2 separate regions of the Gossypium hirsutum genome follow, and region 2 is linked to region 1. Evidence: chromatin contacts called from public Hi-C data. All regions are on one chromosome and are shown on one strand. Each heading gives the region's core, a stretch centred on a gene start, on an enhancer-like site or on the middle of the called end of the contact. The rest is flanking DNA. Distances are from core to core; before and after follow the strand shown. Region 1 has its middle 12 kb from the start of LOC107957023. Region 2 holds the start of LOC107957096 (protein LOW PHOTOSYNTHETIC EFFICIENCY 1, chloroplastic).

Region 1 (2,700 bases), core at 69-2,568:
TTCTTCTCATCTGGTTATAGATGATGGTGATAGGTCTAGGGTGGATACGGATCGCACTACAAAGAAAGTTCGTTTCAAAGAAGGAAATGGTGAGGAAGATACTGTTATGATGGTTGAATCTGGATCGAGTCCAAAGATATCCTAGAAGGACAAACTTCTGGGGATCAATCCTGGAGCGATTGATAAAGAAGAGTTGGGTTCTCCTAGTGCCGATGATGATGTAGATCTTGAGTTTATGAAAGGAGACATCCACAGATCTATCGTCAATGGAATTCCTGCCATTGATTTATCGGAAATGATTCAAAAATCTTGTTCAAAGCAATGGAACTCACGGTTGTCTTAAAATTACTTGGAAGAAACATTGGGTAGAGGGCCCTTAATAACTGAATTAGTAGCTTTTAGAATCCTATCAAGCCTTTCCATCTCATGGGCATTGAGAATGGATATTATCTGGTTAAAATTCAATCTTTTGATGATTATACTAAAGTATTGTCATAGGGACCTTGGTTGATTTATGGTCAGCCCTGGACAAAAGATTTTAGTCCCTCAAAACCTTACCCAAGCACAGTGTTGGCATGGATAAGGTTACTAGGTCTTTCAGGTTTTTTATACAAGAAGAAGATTATTGAAGAAATTGGAGGTATTATTGGGAAAGTAGTACGGTTGGATCTCAATACAGATAGTAGGATTAGATGCCGGTTCACCGGGATGACTATTTACATTAACTTGGACAAGCTTTTGATTGCTCAAGTCCTTGTGAATGGTAGAAACCAGAGAGTCGAATATGAAGCGTTGCCGACCATTTGCATCTCCTGTGGAAAGTACGACCATACCAATAAATTATGTACTTCGATGCAATCAGTTTTTGGCTCGGAGAAGGATCAGGTGAATGTTACTCCGACGGAGATGGGGAAAAGAGAAGAAATGGTGGCTTACGGGTCCTTTGGTGTTGGTCGAAAGGAAAAATCGATGAAAATTTCGGAATAATATTCTAATCAGAACGGATATGACGGAAAACGGTAAATGGGGTTCCTGTTTTGGTGCTTTAGATAATACGGAAGGTTTGGTGGATTCAGAAAAAGAGCAAAATAAGGGAGTTGAGGGAACGTTGGCCTATTTTCAGGGGAGAGTGAAGGCTAGACATTTTGTTGAAAAACAGAGACATAATCCTCAGGGTAGCCCTAATTTGAATAAGAGTATGCGGCTGGGGGGAGATAATTTGGCTGTTGGGTTTTTAAATTTAACTATGACTGACCCAGTAGTTAATGGGTCAGTGGGCTAGTCTTTTGACGCGGGGGTTTCGGATATTGGATCTGAAGATCCATCTTTTGGCAAGCGGACAATTGACCCTACCAGCACTAATTTGTTCCAGGCCATTAGTGTGGTGAGCCCAAACTGCACAGATGCAAGCCTTATTCCAACCGATCTAGGGAGTTCTTCTAGGCCCACATTTGTTTCTATTCTTAAGATAACGGATGACAATGATTTAAATAAAATTCATTTTTCTAATTTTAATTCAACACCTGTTAATATTTCGCGTCTTAATTCTATTTTGGTTGACTAGGGGGTGAATATAAATGTGAATTATGCTTTGACATCCAAACCTGCTTCTTCGGTGTCAGAACCGATGGTGTCATTTTGGAAAGGCCCTCTTTGCAAAACTCAGGTGCTAGCAAGACTCGGAATACGGGGAAAATAATGAGAGGTAAAGAAAGGGGTGTTTGGGCCACTAGGAAAATTAATAAAATCCCTCACGGGAAAGGGAATACTATTAAAATTAAAAATTTATCTAAATTTCTTTTGAGTGATTCTATGTCCAGGTTGGATTAGTTTGTTTCCACCCTTCATAATGCTGACCCAGGTACAGGTGATTCTAGTGATGGTAAAAGAATTTGATTTTGACTTGTAATGTTCTAGTTTGTTAGATTTTTTGAGGTTTTCTTATTTTTTTCTATTTTCTTGTCTATTTTTTATGAATTCTAATCTTTCAATATTTTCTTAGAATTGCCAATGTGTGAGTAGTAAGTTTCTCCGTGCCTTTCGTGAGTATAATTTAGAGCATAAACCGGATATTGTGTGTCTTTTGGAGTCGAGAGTTAGTGGTAAAAAAGCTAATTCTATCATTCAAAATTTGGGTTTTGATTTTTCTCATCGCATTGAGTCTGTTGGTTTTTCAGATGGCATATGGGTTGGTTAGAATAACTATATTTCCATTAATATTATTCATAATCATCCCTAGTTCATGCTTTTATGTATTCAGGGTAATATTTTTTATAATTATTTTTTTATCTTTGTTGTGTATGGTAATCCTGACAGAGTTAAGAGGAAAACCCTCTGGTCTGATTTATTGGATGTTTTGCCTGAAGACCCTTTGCCATGGTTGATTTTGGGTGATTTTAATGCCATTCTCTCTGATGAGGACAAAAAAAGTGATCGCTCCAGTGGAAAGAGATTTAAATTTTTTGGTAATTTTGTTGACTCATGTAATTTGCAGGATCTTGGATTTATAGGTCCATAATTTGCAGGATCTTGGATTTATAGGTCCATACTTTACCTGGTAAAGAGGTAATACACAAGAGTGATTAGATCGAGCCCTAGCTAATGATGCGTGGATTTTTGCTTTTCCATAGACTCTTATTTATCATTTTTCACGCATTAAATCAGATCATAGACCCATTCTTTTAAAAACTAATCCTAAGT
Region 2 (2,700 bases), core at 181-2,680, 540 kb after region 1:
CCGCATGACTTGTTGGCAAATACGAACTGTGAATTTCTCAAGCTTAACAAACTCATATTCCCAATTTTCATCCGCATTTCTTCCAATGTCTCCCTTCACATATTTTTCTCTTAATTCAATAAAGAACTTCAAAGCTCCATGCCCATCTTCCATTCTACGATAAGCATATAAGGCAGTAGCATAGGACACTGGCGACGGACTGAAGCCCTTCTCTTGAATTTCCTCAAGAACATTTAGGGCCTTTGTAGCTTCTCCTTGCTCCACATAAATTGCCATCAAAACATTATAAGTAACAATATTGGGAATGATCCCCTCCTCAGCCATATCATCCAAGATTTTCTCCATTTCACCAAATTGTTTGGAGTGTTTCACTGCACCCAATAAGCTGTTGTATATGAAAAGGTTTGGGCCAATGCCTCCACCACTTTCTTTCTTCTTTCTCTTGAGCCACTCAACAAGGGACATTGCAGCATCCATGTATTTGTCCCTTCCAAAACCACTAATCATGCTTGAATGTACTTGGAGAGGCAGTTCACCCATATCTTTGAGAACCTTTCCTATGTCATCTGCAGTTTTAGCAAACTGTAAACTGCGTGCCAGAGCCCGAACATCAATCCTTGCACTCTCCAACTCAGCTTCTCCCTCACTACTAATATCCACTTCCTCACTTCTATCCCCATTGCCATTATCATCATCCTTTGAGTATGATCCTTCTCTCTCAAGTTCATTCCCAGTTTCTTGTTGCTCCAATGCCCAAGCTGATGCAACCAACCCACTAGAAGAACCTCCCTTTGGCTCACAGAAGAGGACAACTTTCAATTGGGAGTAGCAACAGAGGAATTCAAATCTCAAACAACAATTCAAGTTCCTGCAACAAGTCTCACTCCTACTAAATCTTGCATAGCTTGAAAGCAATAAGAAACTATGACCTCTACCGTCAATAAGACTCCATTTTTTCCTGCTTCTAGGTTTAATAGATGCAAAACAGGAAGAATCATGCTCAAAATCCAAATGGGGTACTACCAAAGAGCCACCATGTGATGGCCAGATACTTAAAGCTTGCATTTTTACAAAAAAAGTTTACAAAATTAAGAAATACCCAGAGTTAAAGAAGCAAGGAAATATCTTACTACAATCTCATGATAGATTCATCGGTGCTCCTTAGTCTTTGCAAGTGCTTAGTGACTTCAGTCCTGAACTGACAGGAGTTTCTACAAATTGACATACAATTAAGAATATAAAAATGAAAAACGATGAAAGAACAAGGCTAAGGCATCTGAAAGATGATAGCTTGGGCGGATATAAGTTGGTTGTGTTCTTCTGCTGTGGTCTATTCACAGCCATTCAATTGCAAGGAGAGCTGGAGAGGTGAGGGAGCCAAAAATCAGACAAAAATTCGTCATTGTGTGGCAAGAAAAAGAAAACATGTTTGGGTTTTCTTTGTCATAAATGGGCTAATGTCCAATAAGCACAAGCTTATTCGTATTCTTTTTTTTTCATATTTTAAATAAAAACATAAAATTTTAAAAAAATTAATTTTTTTAAATATAAAAATATTTTAAAATATAAAAAAATTCTAAATTTCAATGTTAGCTAAATTGGGCTGGACCAATTGGTTGGATTGAAAATCGGCTAGGGTATCAATCCGATGAGAGATCAAAAATCAGTTGACTCGCAAATCAGTACGGACTAGTTGTACCAAGCTAAGACTCAGTTGAATCAATTTCGAACTAGTCTAACCAATTGGTTCCCAAAATGACTATCCTAACCAGTTCAAAGTAAATAATTTATTAAAAAATAAAAATACTAAAAATTATAAACATTTATTCAAACTCACAGTTTAATTGATCTTTTAGCTTGATTCATTTATTTCGCATCGGTTCTCTTGCCAACCAATTTTTTACCTCTCACCGAACCATTACCCCAGTTGATTCTTAATTCAATAAACATTGAATTTTGAATTTTTTTATAGTTTTCTATTTTTTAATTTTAATGAATTTTAATTTTTCTTATAGACATTATTATTTAAAAAATTATATTTGTTTAAAAATGTTATGTTTTTCGTTTAAAATAATAAAAAATTATTTTTTTTAAATTTATATACTTTAAAAGGTATTAACCAAATTGATAAAAAAAATTGTAAATGTTAAGGGCTAAAACATTTAAAAATTTTAAAAATTGATTCATTTGCGAACTGGGCTAAAAAAATAAATTGAACTGGAAATTGAATCGATTTTAATATTTTTTATTTTTAATTATTTATTTGCTTTGAGCCGCTGAGATTAGTCATTTTGGGAACAAATTGGTTAGACCGATTCGAAATTAATTTAATTATCGGTTCAATTGATTTTTCATGTTAGTTCAATTAGCCCAAACTGGTTCGTGCGTTAATCGATTTTTTTACCTGTCACCGAATAGATACACTAATCAGTTCCTAGTGTGGCTGGCCGGTCCGATTAGGTTTGTGTTAGATAACATTGAATTTTGGAATTTTTGTTTATATTTTTAAAATATTTTTTGTTTTTTGTTTTTTGAATTTTAAATAGTTTTTAATGTTTTTCATAAATTTTTATTTTAAAAAATCATCATTTTTTAAAAAATTTTATGTTTTCATTTAAAATATGAAAAAAATAATTTTAAAATTTTCATGTATTTTTAAAGGGTAAGGACCAAATTGACAAAAATTATAAATGTTGAGGG

The links. A called contact is a pair of places that touch in the nucleus more often than the background predicts.
Region 2: a contact with region 1 is called in a Hi-C map of leaf, with 2.9 times the contacts expected there. The contact joins the promoter of LOC107957096 here to the enhancer-like site in region 1. A contact is called at or near these places in 3 of 34 Hi-C or Micro-C datasets (all in leaf).

Annotation. Positions count from the first base shown.
Region 1 is chrA05:85,233,548-85,236,247 of Gossypium_hirsutum_v2.1, forward strand. No RefSeq gene overlaps it. Among protein-coding and RNA genes, the nearest start is that of LOC107957023, 12 kb to the left of the region's middle. Within about 2 kb of position 1,319, at least 9 of the 9 cell types and tissues checked have an H3K27ac peak or open chromatin away from gene starts, as enhancers often do. A contact at or near this core is called in leaf, where this site is marked.
Region 2 is chrA05:85,770,241-85,772,940 of Gossypium_hirsutum_v2.1, forward strand. It overlaps LOC107957096 (protein LOW PHOTOSYNTHETIC EFFICIENCY 1, chloroplastic), which reads right to left and starts at 1,431. Exons shown (of 1, transcript XM_016892521.2): 1 at 1-1,431. The coding sequence starts at 1,065.